2 separate regions of the Cricetulus griseus genome follow, and region 1 is linked to region 2. Evidence: chromatin contacts called from public Hi-C data. All regions are on one chromosome and are shown on one strand. The core of a region is the stretch at or near the end of the contact, and the rest is flanking DNA. Distances in the headings are between cores, read along the strand shown.

The links. A called contact is a pair of places that touch in the nucleus more often than the background predicts.
Region 1: a Hi-C map of fibroblasts shows a contact between it and region 2, with 7 times the contacts expected there. The contact joins two enhancer-like sites. A contact is called at or near these places in 6 of 8 Hi-C or Micro-C datasets (the CHK-Q cell line, the CHL-YN cell line, the CHO-K1 cell line and 2 more).

What each region holds. Positions count from the first base shown.
Region 1 is chr3:94,286,923-94,292,889 of CriGri-PICRH-1.0, forward strand. Cnga4 (cyclic nucleotide-gated cation channel alpha-4) reads right to left here. Exons shown (of 7, transcript XM_027404933.2): 3 at 5,839-5,940; 4 at 5,527-5,633; 5 at 4,640-5,285; 6 at 3,636-3,985; 7 at 2,037-3,151. The coding sequence ends at 2,691. Among named protein-coding and RNA genes, the nearest start is that of Cnga4, 5.6 kb to the right of the region's middle. Within about 2 kb of position 1,754, at least 4 of the 6 cell types and tissues checked have open chromatin away from gene starts, as enhancers often do. A contact at or near this core is called in fibroblasts, where this site is marked.
Region 2 is chr3:94,169,812-94,175,754 of CriGri-PICRH-1.0, forward strand. No RefSeq gene overlaps it. Among named protein-coding and RNA genes, the nearest start is that of Smpd1, 23 kb to the left of the region's middle. Within about 2 kb of position 4,605, at least 1 of the 6 cell types and tissues checked has open chromatin away from gene starts, as enhancers often do. A contact at or near this core is called in fibroblasts, where this site is marked.

The sequences.
Region 1 (5,967 bases), core at 504-3,003, 110 kb after region 2:
TTCTGCCTTTGTGGCTGTATCCTTGAGATCACACTTCAACACCCTGGGCAGCCTTGTCTGTGGGTCACAGCTTTGCTTTGCAGGAATGCCTTGGTCTCCCCTGGTTACCACAGTGACTGATCAAAAGCACTGTTCTTTGCAAAGGAAGGAGCTTGAATGGCTTTAGCCCCAAGCTGAGATTATCTCTTTCCTTTACAAATAAATAAAAAAGACAAACCTAGGTGTCCTTTCATCTGACTTAGGAGCCCAGTGATTTGGGGTATGCTATTTAGCCCCATAGTCTCAGTTTCTTCATTTAAATATGGAGATAATAATGATATCCTTCTCGTATGGTTGTAAGGATGAACTGAGGCAATGCACGTGGCTTAGAACCTGTCATGAAGTCATGAGCATAACAATAAACTTCCTAGCATTGTTACAAGAACAAAAGAGTAAAACATATGTATAGCAGTCACCAATGCCTCCTTAAGAGTGTGAAAAATACTATACATACCTTAGTTTTACAAATTTCATTGAAGTGTCTAGTCATCTAACTTTCAGAGGATTTGACCTCAGTTGTATTTTATGAATTCCTTTCTGTTTTCTCGCCCCTAACTTAGGGTCTTGCAAGTCTCTGGCCATCTGGGCAGAGTCTATCGACTTCTGGCAGGGCTGGCTGAGATGTGCTTGGTTCAAGCTTACACACTTTTAGGTGGTGCACTCTGAGGCTCCAGTGCCTCATGACACTGTGGTCATTCTCTAGTTTCCAAAAGACTCTACTCCAAGTTCATCCTATTCTATGTCGTCTGTGAAAGTGGGATCCAACGTGCTTCCTCCCAAGAGTGTATAATAGAAATAACAGAAATGTGGCCGTTATTACTTTTGTCTTCTGAATATGGCAAAGGGTGCTTTGCAGGGTATAATTAAAATTAATAGTTGGCTAACCTTGAAACAGAGAAATTATTCTGAATTATTCAGGCTGACTTGGCCTAGTGTGGGGCTCCATGAAGAAGGGCCTGTTGTGGAATATTTAACTATGTAAAGATGTTTTACATTTGCTTATGCTGTAGAGTATTATTTTAACTGTGTAAAGATGAGTTATGTTTGTTTATGCTGCATTTGTTTAATTGTACAAAGATGTGTTACATTTGTTTAATTATGTAAAGATATGTTGCTGTTTCACCTTGTCTGCCTAAGGTACCTGATTGGTCTAATAAAAAGCTGAATAGCCAATAGCTAGGGTAGAGAGGGATAGGTGGGGCTGGTGGGCAGGAAGAATAAGGTAGGAGGAAAAATAAGGCTTGAGAAGTGGGAAGAAGAAAATGAGAGAAAGAAAGAAAGAGACAGGCAGATGGCCAGAAGCCAGGCAGCCTCCAGCCAGCCAGACACAGAGTAGAGAGAAAGAAAGGGAGAAGGAAAGAAAGGAAGGAAGAAAGGCCAAAAGCCCTGAAGCAAAACATAGATAAAGAGAAACAGATTAAAATAAGAGCTAAGATAAGACCAATAATAATAAATCTCAGTGTCGTGAATTGGGAGCTGCTTGGTTGCTCAAAAGAAAAAGCCTGCTACCAGAGCCTTTCGTTTGCTTGGTCCTAGAAGTGGGATGTTTGGGTAAAAAGGTGGGGAGGGGTGCTTAAAGGAGGCATGCATCAGAAAACTAAAGAGCTAAGTCCTACAATCATGAGGGACAAACCCTCCCAAGAGCTGGGGTGAATCTGGAAGCAGAGTCTTCCCTGGAGCTAAGAGCCCAGCCCAGCTGACAGCAGAGCAGAGCCTAGATCTGAGTCACACACTGTGAGGCAATAAGTGGTGCTGTTTTAGGCTGTGAAGTTTGTGGTAAGATGCTGCAGCAAGGGGAAAAAAATAACAGAATCAAATCTTCAATTCCTGTTCCTTTAATTAGTCCTAAGGAATATTCTACCTTCCTACAGCATTGGGCTTCTATGTTTATGCTCTCCTCACTTTGTTATCAAATGTATATGTGTGCATGTGTACCTACTATGTACCAGGCAGTTTGGGCTGTGGCAACATAAAGATGAATGAGATAAACCCAGTGCCAAGCTTATGAACCTTAAATTTTATTAACAAATCACAAAATAATTACATATCTTAAAATGTTTTAAAGTGCAATAGCCCTCTTAATCTCTCCTGATAATGACAATTACCATTCACTTATATCCCTAAGTTACACATCAGGTTCGTTTAACATTACCTGGCACAGCTCAGACCTGAAGTCTGGCAATGCCCTGACACAGCTGAAGTGGTGACCTAGAGTGAATGTAGTTCAGACATTATATCTGGCTTGTTTTCCTATAGCTCCACCAGCATGCCTCCTCTAAATGTACCAAGGTCACCCCAACACTCCCAGGGCAATCATCATTCTCTGTGATTGTGGGTTAAGTGAGTATAAGTCATAGTTATGCTTATGAGAATGTATGTGTGTGCAGAAGACATAAACATTTTCTGTGGAACTCAATCTTGAGCCAGTGAGGGTGTATGTGTGTGTGTGTGTGTGTGTGTGTGTGTGTGTGTGTGTGTGTTCTGGTGAGTATGGGACGAATGTATGCTATAACCCACATCTCTACCTAGGCATCTATAGACCAGTTTACCTAAGACTGTGTGACCTAGCAAATAGGATGATAGTTCTGAAGGCAAACTTTCCTACCATTCTGGATTCACTTGGAGCTGGGAGGCCTGTGTTCAGGATGAGGTCATTCTATGCCTGAGGATCCCTCCTGGCCAGCTTTTCCCTCTCCATCCTTGGAAGTTCCTTCCCCAGGCTCAGCCTCATCATCAGCCTCAGCCACGTCCTCTGGCATTGGCCACTCTCGAGTCTGCCACTCTAGCCTTTCGATGCGGTAAGCAATCTTCAGTGCGCTGGACTCCAGCTCAGCTAGTAGGCGAGCAAACTTTGTCTGTAGATCATCCAGCTGCTGGTCGAGGCCCTTTAGCCGAGACTCTGTGGCCTCCTGGAGAGCAATCTCAGCTGCTTCAGCATTCACATCCAATTTATTCATTTTGAGTAAGATCTCACGGCCCTTCTCCTCCATGACAGCCTGGGCCTGTGGATACTCACTCAGCACCTCCCGCAGATCCTCCTTGCTGAGGCAGAATAGGTCTGAATAACCTAGGCTCTTGATGTTGGCTGTTCGTCGGTTTCCTGACATGTTCCCTGTGGTCCAAGGGCAGACAGATGTAGGGAGGGACAGGAAGGTGGCATTTCACTCTGGAACCAGGATATAACCTCCATTCTGGTGCTTCTGACTCTCTTTTTCTGCTTTATTCATTTATTTAGTAATGTGCTGTGACCAAGCCCTGTGCTTATCATTAACCTGCTTTGATAGATGTTTAGTGGGTGAGTTGTATCACAACACGGCTGGTGCAGTAACTTTCAGCTGGTCTGCTGGCACTTCCTCTAGAGCCCATGGGACACATCTGCTTTGTTTTCTAAGACTCCACCCCACCCACTGACCTTGGCTCAGCTCCTCCTCAGGGAACAGATAATCCATATCCTGCTTCTTGCCTGAGTCCTGTAGCAACTCAGACAAAGGCCATATCATAATCTATGTGCTCCAAAGTACCATCTTGGCCTAGGGTTCTGGAATTCCCATTCCTCTGACCAGTCATGTCGCTAGAACTTCCCCTTGGGGACTCACCTTTGATGTTGATGATACTGATCTCCCCGAAGTAGAGCCCTGCACCAAGCACAGCATACTGTGTGACACCATCATCTGCCACTACAGCCAGCTGGCCCTCACGAATGATATACATCTCTCGGCCAATGTCCCCTTTGCGGCATACATATTCTCCTGGTGAATAGGTCTGGGGCTGTAGCTTCAGCACCAGCTCTTCCAGCAGGCTGGCTTCACAGTTTTGAAAGATCTGGACTCGGCTCAGGGTGGACAGGTGCACGGACACAGCAACCTCCGCCCGAAGTCGCTCAGGCAAGTGCTGCAAGATGGCTACCTCATTGGTCATCTTCTTGTTGATCTGCAGATGCTGGTACCTGAAACACAGTAAGTACCATTTCCTCACCAGAGCCCTGTGTGTCTGTCTCCACCCACTCCATCAGGACTCAGCTCAGTCAAGAACCACTGAGTTCTCATAGGAGCAATGGGAGAACCTCACACTTTTCTGGTCCCCTTTCTTGGTTACAGACATGATCTTTTCTACTTCCTGCAAGATGTGGAGGCACCTACCACTACTTCACCTCCTGTCAGGCCCCATCCCAGCCACAGTGTCCAAAGCACTTCTACATTGGGCTGCTTTAGTCAGCAAGCTCTTACCTTCTCAGACAGCTTTGTGGTGGCCCCTGACACTGAGACATTTCCTTTTATTCAGAACATAGTTTGCATTATTGTGATATAACCAACCATCTGTTGTCCATCTCCTGGCTGGATAGTTCCTTTCTCTACCCACTCCTTTCAGAGTCCCCAGAATCCTCCCATGCAGTGACAGCTCTCATTCTCTGGTCTCTGAGTTATTCTTGTACATAAATTACTTTTCTTGTCAGTCTTTTGCCCTCTCCCCTAGTCCAGATTCTCACAGTGGACCTACCAATGAGTGCTATCTTCCAAATGCCTGGTATAACCAGTAGGTAATGGGCTCAGGTCCCAAGGCATACCCTCCCCCTGGCTAGGTCTGCAACCAGCACTCTCACCAGTCAATAACTCTCCGCTCCAACCTCCGGTTGACATGCTGCAGCTTCATGTACTTCTTTACCAGAGCGTGGTCTGGGTAGAAGGCTGCATCTGCAGTGTTCATGTTGTAAATGACAGAGCTCATGCTACCCATGATGGTGGCAAAACCCATGACGGCCAGCAGGAAGTCACCCACCATGAAGAGGTACTCTTCCTCCCGAGCTGGCAGCGGTGTGTCACCCACAGTGGTCAGGATCAGAGTGGAGAAATAGAAGCTGTAGAGATACTGGCGCCGCAAGCGCTCGAAGCCAGGCTGTGCGGGATCTGGGTATACCCATGCATCCCGTCCGAAGCCCAGGTATCTGGACAGGGCAAAGTATAAGCAGCTGTTCCAATGAATGACAACAAAGATGTAGAGCATCAGCTTGGCGATACGGAAGGCATTTGGGTAAGCTGTGCGGGTCTCTGTGCGGTCAAAGGCCTCAAAGAGGCGGGGTACCCGGAGAAAGCGGTTTAGCCTGAGCGTGGGAATGTGGGGGCCCAGCCGCACATAGGCTGCATCTGTGGGGACCAGAGAAGCCAGGTCCAACAGGAAGCTCCAGGTGCGGACATAGCGACTGGCGATCATGCCTTTGTCCACCACCAGGATGCCCTGCTCTAGGAATCCTAGGAAGAAAGGAGATGGGCTAGGGTCAACTGTAGCCAGGTTGGGACAGGCCAGGCATGTCAGGCCAGACATGAGGCCAAGATGGAGGCAGGCATAATAACCCTCTCCACGGTTTCTGGGGTGAGCACTGTGGTGTTGTCAAACAGACGCACATGACAGTACAGTCCTAGAACTAGCTTCTTTCTTAACACGTTCTTTAAAGAAATGTGAGGAAAAGGTTAGCCCCAGAAACTCACTGACCTGTGTGGAAGCGCACCCCGATGTCTAGAAGGTACATCAGGTCACTCATGTAGTCCAGAACAAACCAGGCCACTAGGTAACTATGCTGCAAGTCAGGAAAGCAGGCTCTGCAGGGCATGGGCAGAAGGGATTGGCTTAAAGGTACCAACTGTGTGTAAGGGGGCTGCTAGGACAAGTCCCTCAGTACTCTTCCTTGAGCCCTTCCAGGGATGGTGCCCCTCCTTTAGGCCCTGCCCTCCCTGCCAATCCTTCTCCTTGGCTTCACTCTTTAGTATAGCTTAAGGCCCCCCTCATTTAGCACTCCTGACAAACCTGCATACAACGATGATGAGGTTATACATGACTGGGAAGACCATTGTGTTCAGCCACCAGTAGTAATAATCCCCAGATGGGTCTAGGACAGGCAGCCCCTTCCTGTAGGGAAGAAGGAACTCCTCTCAT
Region 2 (5,943 bases), core at 3,355-5,854:
AGGTTCTGGGGCACAATTTTTTGGAGGCGGTTGGGAGGTGGGATTATCATTTAACTCACTTCAGCATTCAATAACTGTTTGTGGATTGACAGCTGAACTGACTGGTATATATGACTCTACTTGTGTTTCTTCCTCTCCAAACTTTCACGATGTCATTTGACTGATCAAATGAGAAATTAAAAAAAAAAAAAAACATACCCATTACCTTCAAGATGTTCCAGGTGTTGTCCCTCGTCTCCCTGCTCCTGTTCAAATCCCTCTTCCCTCCTTCCTAACCCTCACTTTATGTTCTGGCCACATGGGAACATCATTTCTGAATATCTGGGCCTTTGTGCATTCTTTTTTTTTTTTTTTTGGTTTTTTGAGACAGGGTTTCTCTGTGTAGCTTTGGAGCCTATCCTGGCACTTGCTCTGTAGACCAGGCTGGCCTCGAACTCACAGAGATCTGCCTGCTTCTGCCTCCTGAGTGCTGGGATTAAAGGCGTGCGCCACCAACGCCCGGCTCCTTTGTGCATTTTTATCTATGGCTCCTTCTTCAAATACTTCCCTAATCCTTGACTTTTTAGTAAACCCTATTCATCCTTTAGATCTCAACCCAAATGTCCTTGCTATGTTGCTTGACACTTGCTTGAATAAAGAAGTGAACTCAGCAGGATGGGATTTGTGTGTGTGTGTGTGTGTGTGTGTGTGTGTGTGTGTGTGTGTGTGAGAGAGAGAGAGAGAGAGAGAGAGAGAGAGAGAGAAAGAGAGACAGAGACAGAGACAGAGACAGAGACAGAGAGAGACACAGAGAGAGACAGAGAGAGACAGAGAGAGAACGAGCACCAGGACAAGGGGCTGGGATCGACAAGCTCTTGGTTCCTACATAAAGGCATCCAATATTTGAAGGACTCTTTGGGCAATGAACTGTCACAGTACAGAGGTCAGAGACCACAAGTTGAAGGGCCAGTCAATGTCAGGCTTAGGTAGCAGCGGGAGCACTTCCAGGTGGCTGGAAGAAGTGCTCTGGTTTTCTCCCGCCAGACTTCCTATGAAGCGATAGACTACCTTCCTCATGAGACCAGAGCACAGCTGAAGCCAGGTCTGAGGCATGAAGCCAAGAGCACAGAAAAGGAAGCTGGGAGCCCTGTGCTGAGTCAAGTGGGAGAAAGAAGTCAAGGGGTCTCTGCTAAGTAAAGGGGAGGGTGATAGGGAACCAGATGGGACAGTATCAGTCCCATATGCCAGTCTGAATGTGCAGTGACCTCCAAGTAATAGCCTCTAGGTACCTAACAGAGGACACTTCAGGTCACAGAGTTTCATCTGGGGTCCTGGCCTCTAGAGGTCTCTGTCACTGAGGGAGGTTTGAGTGAAGCTCCCTCACCATTGTGGAGCTGGAACAAAGAGTTCTGGTTTTTGTGGATGTTCAGTAAGACATCTTAACCACAGGGGTTATGACCTTGGAGCCCTGGTCACTGCATTCCTGGTCATGGGGTGGGGCTGGAGTCTGAGTGAGCACTGATCACAGGGAGGATGACCAGAAGAAGCCACGGTGACGAAAGACCTGGGGTGCTCTGATCCCCGAAGCCTGTGGCTTGAGGGAGTAGCGGCTTCCTTTAATCCTGAACTGAAAATGGAATAGGCCTTTTCATGCTGGCCAAATCCAGCCTGTTTCTGGAATAGCCAGCAAGGCTCACAATAGCCAGCAGATGGCACTGTGGCCTCACACGAAGCCTGAACCTGACTGAGCCACAGGAGGATTGTCCCTAGGATGAGGAGGGTCAGCTAAGACAGGCTCAGCTGTAGACTGTGCTAACTGTTGGTGCAGTGGGAACAGCGAGAGGAAGTTAGATGAATCCTCACAAAACTCTCTGAGGAGATGGCTCCAGGCAGACCCCCTGGAGGCAAAGAAATCTATACGTGGCTTATGCTGCCCACAGATAGCCCAGGAGGGTCAGCAGCTCAGAGGTCAGGATGAACTTCTCTGCAAGTGTAGCCTAGCAACTCCCAGGGTTGAATCAGTTGTTCCTGTCAAGTCACACACCCTAGACCAGCTAGGATCCTAGAAGGATGTCTGGCAGAATGAGCCCATGTGTGAAACAGAATTAGCCCATGTCCCAGCACCATGAGAACTTGTCATAGCCTAGAACTCATGAGAAAGCGACCAAGTCACATGCCAGGGCCTTGTCTTATTCCTGACATAGCCAGACAGCTGGCTCTATTATCCTTCAAATAAAGGCATATTGTAGGACCCTCAAATGCAGACTTGTCCAGCACCTGTCCTTATATACTGGCATGCCCCAGAGTCTTGTTGTTGTCCACACTTGGTCCAGAGTTGTGACAGTGTCTATCCTGTGGCAGCTGGGGTGTGACAGGATCTTGAGATGTTACAGTACTGGTCATGGGATGAAGTTCTGTAATGTGCTTACATTTGAGAAGTGACACTGTCATGAGCTGTGGCCTTTCTCTCTCCTTCCAGATTTATTTTATTTTATGTGTATGAGTGTTTTGCCTGCCTGTATTTATATCATGTGTGGACATGGTGCCCACAGAAGCCAGAAGAAGGCATTGGGCCCTCTGGTACTGGAGTTATGGATGGTTATGAGCCACCATGTGGGTGCTGGGGACCAAGGTCCTCTGCACGAGAAACAAGACCTTTAAACCACCAACCCATCTCTCTAGCCCTGTGAGCTGTAGCTTTAGCTATAGTATGACACAATGCCTACCTTCCAACCTGCCTCTGTTGTCTGACCTTTGTCACTCAGCATTCATGATAATCTTTTATAAACAGCACTATGACAAATCTGTTAGGGAAAGTGTATGAACATGTTTCTGAAACTTTGTGGCAACTGACTACTTTCATTTACAAAAAAAAAAAAAGTTCCTTTTTAAGGGCCGAGAGATAACCTTGTAGTTAAGAGCATACATTGTTCTTTCTAAGGACCAGAGTTCAATTACCAGAGCCTGTATCCAGAGGCTCACAATGGCCTGTAATGCTAATTCCAGGGGATCTGACTCCCTCTTTTGGCCTCTGTGGGTACTGCATGTACATGGTGCCCAGACACACAGGCAAAACACTCGTACACATGAAATAATAGATACATCTTTTTAAAAATTAAAAACTCAATTTTGAACACAGATTTACATGAAATTCTCTGTGTAGAGGGCTACTGTTTGCAGAGATCGTTATGTACCTATGACACACCTGTCAAGGCTGACAAATTAGCCCTAGTGTAACTGCAGGCTGGCTTTGAAGGTCAGCAGGTTTCCTACCATGTCCTCTTTCTCTTTTGGCATGACTGGTGATCCTAGGGTGCAGTTAGGAGAATTTTGATTATAAGACTCAAGCGACACACTGTTAGTCTTTTTTCTTTGAGACAGAGGCTCGTGTAGCCCTGCCCTCAAATTCAATATGAAGCCAAGGAAGACCATGAACTTTTTTTTCAGAGTCTCATCTATGCTGGGCTGGTCTACATGTAGCAGGGTTTATATCTGGGCACTGGGATCACAAATGTGTGCTACCTTGCTCAGTTTTATGTGTTGCTGAGAACCAAACCCAGGGCTTTGTGTGTACTGTGAATGCATTGTACTAACTGTGCTGCATCCTCTAGCTCCAGCCCGGACTTCGGGTCCACCTACCTCCACATCCTGAGTGCTGGGACTGCAGATATGTGCTATCACATCCAATTTTCAAGACACTGAGGATTTTGTACAATACTAGTTAAGCCACCCATCACTCTAGGATGAGCTGTGTCCCTAGACCCTGTTTTTTGTTCTTTTTGAGACAGAATCTTGCTACTTAGTTCTGGCCTGGTAATAAGGGTGATCTTGAACTCAGAGCAATCCTCCCGCCTCAGCTTTCCAAGTGCTGGAATTACAGGCACGTGCCACCACATCTGGATCCACATACTATTAGTCTATAAAAATTTTACATACTAATTTCTTTCTTTTTGTTTTGTCTTTTCTTCTTTTTTTCTATGTAGCTCTAGATGTCCAGGAACTCACTGTGTAGATCAGGCTGGCCTCAAACTGACAGAGATCTATCTGCCTCTGTGTTCCAAATGCTGAGATTAAAGGTATGCATCACTACACCCGGCTTTATACAAGTTTCTTAGTATTTACTCTCAACCTATGAACTTATTTATTTATTTGAGACAGGGTCTGGCTGTCCTGAAACTTTCTATGTATACCAGACTGGCTTTGAACTCACAGAGACCCACCTTTTTCTGCCTCCCAAATGCTGTGATTAATTGCCACACCTAGCTATCAACCTCTGAACTTATAATGACTGGCAGGGAACAGATGCAGACTAACAGTGGTGCCTAGGCCACACCTGGAGTAGTGATGGTATAAAGACTAGTTTGCTTATGGCGGCCTGGCATTGGGGTGAGGGGGAATCAGCTAGAGCCTACAGGTACAGATAATGGGAAAGATGGTGGCCACATGGGTGGGTCCTGGCCATGCCTTACAGAGCTGACAACTCAAGCCCCGTACAACTCCCAGTAAGACTGTGAGCTCGATGGTACTAGTTATACAGAGGCTTTGGAGCAAATGTTTGCAACAGTGTCTAGGCCCTGATGACTATTTATGAGCTCATTGAGCTGTAAAGGTCAATGGGTGGAGAACTTGAAAAGACAAAACCATATATGGCCTGAGAGACTCCAGGGTCTGACCCAAGGCCATGCCAGTCTAAGAACTCTGGTGAGTCAACATCACTTTATAGAGACTCAGGCTGAGGGTGGGGTGGAATGAAACCAGGAAGCACAAAGTTTCAGGAGAGCAAAGATCCCCCCAGGAAGGAAAAGACAAGGACACGGTGATGTGTTTGTGCCTCAGGTTTCGCCTTTTCCTTTTTGTGATCTGGACATTGGGGAAGTAACACTTCAAGTCTTAGTCTTCCCATCTATGTAGTACTGGTGGTGGTGGTGATAGTGGAGGTGGTGGTGGTGGTGGTGTGGTGGAGAAGGTGGTGGTGGTGGTGGTGGTGGAGGTGATGGAAGTGATGGAGGTGGTGGTGGTGGTGAGGGTGGAGGTGGTGGTGGAGGAGGTAGTGGTGGAGGTGATGGTGTGCTGGTGGTTGCTGAAGAGATGGCTCAGCAGTTAAGGTGGTGGCACACATCTTTAATCCTAGCACTCAGGGAGGAAGAGGCAGGCAGATCTCTGTGAGTTTGAAACAGCCTTGTCTATAGAGTGAGTTTTGGGACAGTCACACTGTTACACTGAGGAACCCAGGAAAGATTCTGCAAAAGAAATGGGAATTATGCAGAAATGTTTCATGGTTTGCCATGGAAGCAAGCTCCCCTTTCCTGCTCAAGCCTGCCTGGGAAAGCGACCAGTCTTCTTCTTCTTCTTCTTCTTCTTCTTCTTCTTCTTCTTCTTCTTCTTCTTCTTCTTCTTCTTCTTCTTCTTCTTCTTCTTCTTTTCCTAGACAGGGTCTCAAGTAGTCCAGCCTAGCCTTCAATACTCTAAATAGCTGAGGCTTGCCTTGAACTCTTGGTCTTCCTGCTTCCATGTAATGAGTGCTGGGATTAAAGATGTGTACCACTACAAAACCAGTTTTATCAACTTTTCCTGCAGGCTCCACTGGTCTTGTGAAGTTGGCAGGATCTAGTCTGGTTCAGGTCTCAGGCTTGTCCAGATTCTGTTAGTGTGGGGAATGGATGGAGTCCTGAGTGAATGTGTGCTGCTGACATGTGCACTTCCATGTGAAGGACTTGTGGGAATGGCAAAGCCTTTGGGGAGTTCATGTGCAGGTGTTGACACCATGTGCAGAAAATGTTGTTGGTGGAACTTCCTTCATTCTGATACTCACAGCCCAAGACTTATCCCTACAGTCACCCCTACCAAGATTAGCTAAATCCGCCTCCCTGATTATGATACATAAAACACACACACTGAGTGTCTGGGCTGCTGCTGGTTTGTCTGTATCAGAGCACATGGTCCTCCTGACTTTGGCTTTTCTGT